2 separate regions of the Gossypium hirsutum genome follow, and region 1 is linked to region 2. A link is a contact called in public Hi-C data. All regions are on one chromosome and are shown on one strand. Each heading gives the region's core, a stretch centred on a gene start, on an enhancer-like site or on the middle of the called end of the contact. The rest is flanking DNA. Distances are from core to core; before and after follow the strand shown.

Region 1 (5,511 bases), core at 2,240-4,739, 830 kb before region 2:
AAGGATTCCAAAGTGTACATAAGAAAATTTCTGGGAGTATATAGTTCATCAATTGTAATGATCAATGTAATCAGTACATCAGCAAACATCTAAGATAACAGCCTCCGGAACTTATTTCCTCCCTTGAAGACAATTCCAAGAAAATTAAGGAAGAAGAAACCCATATGACTAGTTCTGTGTTCTTAAAAAGCTTTCAACAAACTCTAATGGCAACCTACCAATGTGTTGGTACTTCAAATTATTAAACCTATTCCTGTGCTAATGACGCCAGCCTTTGCAAGTTCTCATGTCACTGAAAACGGGGGAAGACAAATTTAATCGAAGAAATTTTGAATGAAAGTTTGGAAAAAGAAATAAAAACTCAAGACACCCCTATCAATAAAACATTCTATTGAATCTTGAGTAATCTGAAATCTTCCCCATCATCCCCCATCCAAAAGGGTAAAGATGTAAAAAAGAAAGAAGGGGAAATTACCATTAGTAAAAATTCAGAGTTGTGTGTTTAAGAAAAAACCGATGGTGCAAACCCCAGTGGCAGCGCAGCACCATTCAACCGCACGAGATGCCACCAAATTCTATCTCTCTAGCATCCCATCACAGCACAATTATACACAAAGTTACCCAACTGCTTTCTGGCAAGCAAGTTCCATTGGGGAGGCCCTTCGCTCGGAACCCATGAATTGATCTCAATAAAACCTTCACCTAAAGCCCTAGGTCCACCAATCACTATAAGGCGATCTCCACATGCTCTGAATGCAAGCCCCCAACCATTCATTGAAACTGCTCTTTCTGGCAATCTTCCAATAGTCAACCATGAGTTCCCCTCCTTATCATACTTCTTTACCTCCATGCCAGCATGATCAGCGGCATACAGTTCATTATTAACAACTGCAACCAGAGGGGGTGCCACAGCTGCCGCAGGCATCTCTGCGGCCGCTCCACTTCTTCCAGGAGACATATTGGGAATTTCAGTCCACTTTTTTGTCTCTAAATCATACTCCTCACCACAAGTGAGAACCCGTGCATCCTTCCCGGCTCCACCAATTCCTCCAATCACGTAAAATTTCTTATCCATAAATACACCACTACACATCTTCCTTGGCTTATTCATGCTTGGGAGAGTCTCCCATTTCTGAGTCTCAGAATTGTACATTTCTGCAGAGCTCAGGATATTACCCTGAGAGTCACAACCACCAGCTAAAATTGCAATTTCTCCAAGACTAGCTGATCCAAACAAGCACCTCGGAGCATTCATACTGGTCCCAGTAGTCCATGAGTTCGTCAGAATACTATACCTATATATAACCTGGGAAGTTACCTCCTTCCCAAATACAAGCAATTCAGTTCCAACAGCCAAGGACTCCTTATCCGAAAAAATGAAACATTCATTGGGAGGCATCCTTGGCAAATGCATCCACCTATGCCTAATTGGATCAAATGCCTCCCATTGAAGGAGGTGACAAGAAAAATAAACCCAATGCTCAACAACACCGTTCTGCCTCCTCAACTTATAGATCTCGCCACTCCTGATTAAGGAGCGAAAACTCCGATTCAATGAGGCAATGGAACCATAATCAGACCTCGAGCACCTAATCAGACAACTGATGGAATTATCTCTCCCAATTGGTTGGATTAATGCATCCAAGTCTGACGAAGAATCCCCAGCATTACTCCGATGACCATCCTCGGGAGAATCAGAAAAGCTGCTATCATCATTTTCACCATCGTCCTCAGACTGTTCCTCTGGTGACTCCTCCACAGAATCTGACAGGCTGTCACTGTCTGATTGGTTAACCAAATCCGGTTTGTCTAGACCAATGGAGCAGTGGTGGATAAGAGAAGAGTCTGTATCCGAGGAAGAATCAGATCGCTTACTATCGTCACCGGATTGGTCATGAGAACCTGGCAAGAGAAAGTCACCTGAGTCTTGTGGAGAAGAAGCATTAGAATTATTATCGTCACTCGAGGAATCATCAGAAGATAGCTTCGACAACTTGGTTTCCTGACAACCATCGGATTCAGAGAATTCCCGTGGTCGCTTCCCATTGTACATGTAAGCCCACTTCCTTTCTTCCTGACAAGAGCTTGCAAACACCAAACAGGACTTGCAGCACCGGTTCTCCAACATGACTCTTTAGGATCCCCTCCCGACTTCAGACGGGAAAATCCCCAAAAATAACAATGGGAATTTTCAAATCACTGTAACAACCACAAGTTTTATTTCTCCCCCCAAAACATAACGCAGTCAAGATTAACAAATTCTACCTATTCAAGAAAACAAGGGGCAAACAAAGGGAGCAGTTTCAGATAAATTTTCAAAACGATAAACCAAACCAAACAGGAACTCGAATCCAATAAAACAAAGATCCAAATTCAGGCTTATAAAATGAAAAAAAAAATTCAGCGGCGAAAAAAAAAATAAAGAAGTCAAAAACAATAATTAAACATAAGCAAATTTGGTTAAAACAAGAACAAAAGAATTCACGATCAAACAAAGCTGAAGAAAAATAAGTACCAGATCTCAGAATTTCATTGAAGGCAAACAAGAACAAAAACAAATAAAATAAAATAAAATAACAATCAGATTCAAACTAATAGAAGAAACGAAAGCTAATCAGATCTGTTTATAATTTCATTAATATCATCTCATTAATTAGTAGATAAACACAAAGTGATAAACGAAATAGAAATATTAAATTAAAAAAAAAGAAGGAAAGAATAATAACAAAAGCGAAGAAGTGACATATAAAGGAAATGATAAAAGAATCATAATACTAATGTTGCGAAGAACTTACTGACTGGATAAGAAGAAGAAAAAAATGAAATGAATCTCTTTCCGTAAAAAAATTAATACACTATCTCTTTTCTCTTTCTTTTCTTTTTTTTTTCTTTTTTCAGTTGTTGTTCCTTTGATTTGCTGTTGTTGTTCTTCGCGTTCTCGTGTTTCTTCGTTTAAATTTTTTTTCTTTTTTTTTTTTCTCTCTGTTTCTCTATAGGCTGGTTAATTTGTCCTTTGGATTTTCTCTGCAAATCAGAGCGAGGGAGCTTTCGTTTTGGCTTTGCGAGCAAAATCTATAAGAGACCCCCTTTATCTCTCTTTAAACTTGCTCTCTCTCTTTCTCTCTCTCCAAACCAAAATAAAAAAAATAAAAATTGTTTAATGAAATAATTTTTTTTTCGTTTTTAAGTTTTGTTTGTTTTCGGAAGTCTAGTTATAAATAAAGGAAAAAAAAAAAGAGAATGGGAGGGTGGTGATGAGGGGAAGGCAGGGCAGGCGGGGGACGGCGGCGATGGTGGCGGTGGTGGGACCTACAAAAAGGGAGAGGGGGAGTGAAAACCGGTAACCGGTTAGCGCCGGGTGAGACACGTGTTGACTATGTGATTGATGATGATGAGGCGGAGGAGGTGATGGAATAAAAACTGTCCCTCTCTCTCACTCTCTTTTCTTAAAAAATATATGAATTTAACGGGAGAAAATAGATTTTAGGTACCCCTACGCCTTTTAACAGTGCAAGTAGTAAATATATGAATGAGGGGGGGGAATGGTCAAATCTCTGCCTGCCAGCTTCCGTTAGTGGAGTTTTTATCCCCTGCTTCTGCCGTTTTTGAAGACAAATTAAGTTCCACACTAATTAAGTAATTATCGAATTGACTAGTCAAATTACACACTACAATTATCCATCATCACTTCCGTAATCTTAATCTTAATCAAAATCGTAATTATCCCTTAATATGATACTTTAAGCACGTCCACATATTTGGTTTGCTTTTAATCCCATTTTTTTCCTACCACAAGATTATTTAAAAAAAAATCAAATTCCAGATTTACGATTCCACAAATGGTTCAATCTTTCGAAAGATTTAAATAATATATTTTAAATTAAATTATGATTTAATCCGATTTAATCTTAATATTTTAATTTTATATAATATTAGCAATTAGTTTTGTGCTAAAATGATTTCTTTTAAGAAATATTAATATTAGTATTTTAAACTAAAATAGCTAACAGGCTACTTGGACAAAGCAATGATATTATAAAATTAGAGGATCTAATTATTCCAAATTAAATTATAAGGAGTAAAACTACAATTTGACCTATTTTTTAAATAAAAAAAGGTATTTTTCAAGCCAAATTAAAGATGAGGCCAAAAATAACCATAAACAGACCTAACAAATTTGAGTGATTTCTCAATTTGCAAAAGTTATTCTGCTAAATTAGCTAATTAGGTGGGAAAAAAGCACATTAACAATGGGCAAATTTTATTGCTAATTATGGAAAAATATATATTATTATTGTTAAGAGTAAGCTGTGGGTTATTTCCTTTAAAAGAAAATTGTTGAATTTAAAGCCATTTATTTTGAAAAAAATAATAATCAAGGTTTTTTTTTATTTTACATTTGAAATTTTTGAAATTTCAAATTTGAAAGAATTATTTATTATTTTTTAACTACATTGAGTAAACAAATATTTTAAAAGATAATTTATTTTTATAATAAAAATCATGCAACAAATGTAGGAGTTTTTTTTTATTCCTTAACAAAGCATCACGTTTTAAACACCCTTTTTAAACACCTGAATTAAATCAATAAGCAAAATGGCAACAGTCCTAGCTGGCAATGCCAAAACTGGCACTTACGTTTGGTATAAGTTGATCCACAAATTTTGTGTTTATGTTGTATTTTTTTTGGGGGGGGGGTTAAATTACCTTTCTAAGGTTATATGAAAATGAAAAATCAAAATTTTAATATTTTTAAATACATTAATGATTAAATTGTTCACAGTTTTTCCAATTTACTTTGGGATGCATCAAGTCATTAATTTTACTTTTTTTCAAAATTAAATGAAAATTACATTAATTTAAATCAGTATTGTAACATAAAAATTAAAATTAGTGAGGTGCCAAATTGGAATGACAACACAAGTTATTAAACAATGACAGTTAAGTACAAATAGAAAAATGCACCAAAATAAAGAAAACCAAAATGGAAATAACTTTTAGAATCATTTATTCCTATTGTTCTGATAGTTGTTTATCGTGGTTGTCATAAAAGTCTAATGAATGAAAAATGCACACAACAAAGATCGTTAAATTGGCAATACCGATAAACTACTAAAGGCGCATTACCATGTAACATCCTAGCTTTGCTACCACCAAACTATGCCGACAATTAATTCTAATTGATAGCAATAATGCCAAAAGTTCCTAAAAAGCTTTTTAACATTGGTGATGCACAAAGTCAATTTACAAGTGACTCAACTTCATTCGAAACATTTTAAAAACTAAACTAAAATAAACGCTAAAAATTAAAACTCTTTTTCAAGAAAAAAACCTATGTTCGATCTTAAAGATGCATTATTAAAAAAACTACCATGCATTAACGTGAATTGTAAAATAGGCATAAAAGAAAAAAAATTTAAAAAATACAACTATGAACATCGCCACAACTTTAAAATAAAACAAAAAACAGATTATTGTTATCATCACCGCTTTCAGAGAAAGCAAAATAAG
Region 2 (5,520 bases), core at 719-3,218:
CCAAGGGGTGCATTGGGGTGTGCCAACTTGCTAATTGTTTTAGAGCTAGTCTGGAATAAAGATCAAAGCAGACACAAGAGCAATATATGACTCAGAACAGGAGTTTCATAGGGGAAGCTTAATGATATTTACTCCTCCAATATGCCTAGAAAATAAGCAAGATAGCAATTATAAATCACAAAATAAAAGTAGCAATGTTTTTTACAGTCATAACTTTTAACATTTTCCCACCTTCATAAGTGCAAAAGCAGATACTCCTCCAGCCACAAGGAAAGTACAGACATACTCGGGGAAAGTGTATCGAATACCATAAACTAGAGTGCCCATCAGCATGACTGCATAAACATATAATACATTATTAGCTAATTACTGAAACAAGATGAGAAAAGGAGTTTACATTATACCAGAAATGTACCGATCAATGAAAACACGTGAGAAAAAGGAATTGCAAAAAATAAGTTATATCTTACCAGGAATCATTTTTGAGGACTTGGCCAACACCTGCAAGAGAGACAAGCAACATTAAGCGTTAAACTTAATACCAAAGACTCCAACTACACATGTTCACCTACAAAAGCAGCCAAACTAGGAATTTAAACAATCTGTCAATTCAGGTAATACCTTAATGGGCAATAACTAGAGGGAACTTAAACAGATGAGGCAAAAAGAGAAGACATATAAAAGTATGGAGAATCAAAGACATGCCTGAGCCGGGTAGCTGATGTACTTCAATGCTTCTATACCCATGGCCGGACCAATTGTATTTGTGATTCCAGCACTCCAATAAGTCCACAAGGGAGCACCACCATTGCTTCTACTGGACCAAAGCTTTATCACTGGATGAAAGACACAAAAACAAACATATTATTATTTTCCATAATTCTCACCAGTCAATGGTACATATATAGCCAAATTTATAAAAACATTATGATAGTGCAAATGGAGAAGCTTACTTATGTAAGACCAAACTAAGCAGACCACATTTTGCGCCAAGTTAAGAAATGCAAGATGCTCAAACCTCTTCCCGTCGGAACCAAATCGCTTGGTGGACCTAAACTCAACAAAGTATAAAAAGAAAATGTAATTAGAAAACCATAAACGACTACAATTTACTCGTTGAAAAGCTACATCTTTCTCCCAAGACGGGTCACCCATCTATCCATTTTAGCAATTTGAAATTTATCAATGCAAAACAATTTATCAACGTGAAATTTTGAAAATGCCAGCGCAAAATCAGTAAAAATTAATACACACACACACGATACTATTTAAATGAACAGTTGCTATCTACAAAAAGAAGTTCCAAGTAAAAAGAAGAAATGGAAGAATCACGACAATTTATTCAAATTCAAAGAAATAACAGTCATATCAATAACGAACCGTAACATGTTAACCTAGATCCAAAATTTTTATTCTTCGCATCTAAACCTACCTCTGAATTAACTAAGATTACGAATAATTCGTTGCAAATTAAAAAAAAAATACATTCAAAAAGGATTTCCAACAACAGATCAAGCAAAGCAATAACTAATCGAAAAAGGTTCAGAAGAAATCAAACATAACAAAATAAAATAAAAACAAAAATAATACATACAGAGTTTCCTGAAGAAAGCCTTGGTAAATATAGGCAGACCAAATCCCGGCAACGCAAAATGCCAACACCAAAACTCGCCGGAGTCCGGCGCCGTGTGCCTCCATTACGACGCCGCTCGATAACTGTTTTCTCACTTTGATTCAATTGCGAAGATTATATGGTAAACCCAAAAGGGAAAAAGAACGGAGATCGAAGATCACGAAAGAGGGAAAAAGAGATCTTTTGTGAAAAAAAGCAAAAATGAAAAACATAAAATAAGAAGGGAGCGCCAAGTTACGTGGGTTACCCACGTGTCTTTATTTTATTGGATTGATGACTTCATGACTTTCTTTTGATTGGTTATTGAAACGCGGCCTTGTGCTGTTTCTCCAATCCCTCCGTCAAGCTTCATGTTCAACCCCACCGTAACGTCCAAAAAGTTTTCTATAGGTCTAATTTTAAATTTCATCCCTTTGATTTATGAATTTTAACAAAATTAATCATTTATTTTAATTTTTCACAATTTAGTCTTCATACAAGCTGTGCAAATGAGATATTAGTACTCAAAAGCCATTCAATTTCAACTAAAAATAACTCAACTTTAGTTAATTAATCTTAGCTCAGTTGGCATCGGCATTATTGTCAACGCAAGAGAATGTGGGTTCGTGCGTGCTGAAGCACATTATCTTCTTATTTAGGGTTGAAGAGGGACTATAGATAGTTCTAGGCATTGTATCAAAAAATAAAAACTAGTAATCATAATGTTATACTCATATGAAAAGTAAATAAAAAAAAAACCTCAAATTCAATTTGATAATAACCAAGTCGAGCCCGAGCAACTCAAGCTATTATTCAAATAGATTTGAGAATCATGATACTCAATCCAAACGACTTACAAATCTAACCAAGCTTTTCATTGTAATATATTTTTATATTATGAAATTATGTAATTGTCCTTATCATATAGAAAGAGTTTAAGTATAGGTGAGTTTAATCGTGCTTGAATATGAAAATTGATAAAAGGAACTTAATTGAACTTGAGCTCAAGTAGATCAATAATGTCTTAAGTTGAGCCCAAACTTAAAATTTAATGTTTAATTGAGCTTGAGCCAAATATCAAGTCCTGAATTTCGGTTTTGACTCGGCCAAGTTACTCCCATACTTCATACTTTATTAAAACTATGGAGTTAATATAATTATTGAAATAGTAATTTTTGGTCATTTTTGCATATAAATTACTCAACTATTGAATTTCACTATTTTCTTTCGTATATAAATAGTTGAAAGGTTGATTTTTAAGTTTGAGATTTAACAATACTAACCTTTTAGTTTTCTAAAGTACAGAAACCAAATTATTACAAATAGAAATAGGTGGACTAATTTCTCAATTCTTGTAAAGTAGTGGGAGAAATTTCGAAATTAGAACTATTTAAAAGCTCTCTTTGACTTTGAAGGGAAGCCAATAAATGAAATGGTTGGACCTAAATGGGCCGCAACAGGGATTGGTCTAATTCTTTTGGAAGCCCGGTTTAGTTTTTATGCAATCATTTTGATCCATTGCATGAAAAGTAATATGTTAGGTGCAGGGACAGAAATTTAAAATATTCTAATGCGTTTTCTAAATTAGTTTTTATTTTTTTAGTAATTATGCATAAAATATTTTATTATTTTTCAAGTTAAAATTTACAAGCTTACAATAGGATAAGTTTAACATTTCTATTGCTAATTGCTTTTATAAAGTTTGGGAAATGTTATGAAAAAATGTATTTTTGTTAATTGTAAGTGTTTGGTATTATTATAAAAATTGTAATATAAATTTAGACTTAGAAATTAACAATAAATTAATTTAGATAATATTTAAATAATTTAATATAATTTTACATGAAATATGTATTTTAAATATTTTTTAAATAATTAATAAATTATTTGTAAATGTAATGATACATGAAAAATTTTAAAATTTTAAAAATGAATTTATATTTAAATTATTTAATAGAATGATATTTTTAAATAATTTAATATAATAATACATAATAATAAGTTAAACTAAATTTTAAATAGTTATTATAATTAAAGATATTTTAATAATTTGAGTTTCAGCATACAAAAATAAAAAATCAAAAACACCAACACCAACACCAACACCAACACTTTAGTTTTGGGGTTTGGGTGGAAAAGCACTTTTTTCCTATACTTTCAACCCTAAAAAGCCAAATGTTTGTTATTGCTTTTGGGATTGAAAAAGCACTTTTTTTGCCCCTAATAAATAATGTCAAATAGCGTCTAACTAGAGGCGAACCTAAATTTTTTTTCTAGATAAGCGAGATTAATTTATATATTCTTATAGTATTTAAAATGCACTTTTATCATTGTATTGGTTTATATCTTTATAGTTTTTAGAAAGATAATCAAAATTTTATCATTTTTAGAAGGTTAAACTGTAATTTTGCCATATATTAATTTATAATTTTATAAATTTAGGAGGTCTAAAATAAAAGTTTCTAATTTTAAAGGGCCTGGTGCCTACTTTTAAGGGTTAGATCTTGAATCATTTTGTATTATATTTAAGTTATTGAATTGATGTCACAAATCAATAGATGCCAATTCAGTTAGAAAGTGACTAAAAACTCTTTTTTTTTACAAAATAATAAATATTATTATAAGAGTGTTTTTTCTTTATTTATTTTTATATAAAATCTATTTAAACTTGATAAATATAAAAAATACCGCACATGAACTTGAACATAAGACACTAATTTTCGAAGCCTCATTTTTACTATTTCAACTAAAAATGATGACACATTTGGTTCACAGGAATGAAATAAAATAAGAATTGAATAACTATTCAGTAGGAATATAATAGACATGTAAATAAGCATTATACAGTTTGGTTCACTGAATAGAATAGATAAATAATAGTATTGCATTGTTTGGTTGGATAGTATAATGTTGTCGAATAGATGAAAAATGTATAAAATGACATTATTATCCTTTAATTAAAAATATTTTTTTATATTATTATAATTTTATTCAAATTTAAATTAATTATATTTAATAATATATAGAAAAAAATTAAAAGATTACAATTTTTTATAAAAATATTATTAATAAATTAATCTTAAAAAAATTATTTATTAAGAATATTAAAAAAATATTCTTTAAAATATTTAAAAATTAACATTTAAATATTATCAATGATGTTGACTAAATATTAACTCAATTGACATGAATATTATTATTAATATAAAAAGACATGAATTCGAACACATTTAAAACATTTATCCTCTTAATTAAAAATTAGGGTAGAATTATAGATAATTCTTATTGAGTCTCAACCATTCATTCCTCTCTCTCAATCTCATCCATGTGCAAAAATCAAAAAATAAAAAAATGCCCCGAAACAACTTTCATTTATCGCCGATCATCCTCTCCCTCTTCACTTTAGGGGAAAAGAGATAATCTTGTATTTTTTTATATATATTTTTATGTGTTATTACATTGAATCCTCAATTAGGATATTTTGATTGATTTTTTTTCTTTAATTTTTGGGCTTTAGAGTAAATTAAGTAAAAACTTATAAGTAATCGCAAAATAGGTATTCAAATATGGGTGTCTCGAATGTTTTACATGACTTTGTTATTTAATACTAGATTAGATTATTTTGCGAAATGAACATTCAATCAAGTGGAGTACTAAAAATGCTTGGAATGGCTTAGCCATTCAATTGAACCAAACATATTGTTAATTTATTTTTCATATTTTTAGGAACATTGCCTCATATATTTTATGTTAAATTTTTTAGACTTTATAAATGATTTAAAGTATAACAAGTATCTTAGAGTATAGGAATTTAAAAAAAAAATTAAATATATAAATAAATATGACACTTGTCATACCTCAATCTACTTGTGAAACTTAAAAATATAAATCATACATAATAAACCAAA

What was found. Hi-C and Micro-C count contacts between places; a contact is called where the count stands out from the background.
Region 1: a contact with region 2 is called in a Hi-C map of leaf, with 1.9 times the contacts expected there. The contact joins the promoter of LOC107919874 here to the promoter of LOC107893963 in region 2. A contact is called at or near these places in 3 of 34 Hi-C or Micro-C datasets (all in leaf).

Annotation. Positions count from the first base shown.
Region 1 is chrA13:19,602,549-19,608,059 of Gossypium_hirsutum_v2.1, reverse strand. LOC107919874 (F-box/kelch-repeat protein At1g26930) reads right to left here and starts at 3,489. Exons shown (of 3, transcript XR_005907554.1): 1 at 2,796-3,489; 2 at 476-2,199; 3 at 1-292.
Region 2 is chrA13:18,773,042-18,778,561 of Gossypium_hirsutum_v2.1, reverse strand. LOC107893963 (UDP-galactose/UDP-glucose transporter 3) reads right to left here and starts at 1,968. Exons shown (of 7, transcript XM_016819126.2): 1 at 1,595-1,968; 2 at 954-1,051; 3 at 706-836; 4 at 471-501; 5 at 232-335; 6 at 1-50. The coding sequence starts at 1,698.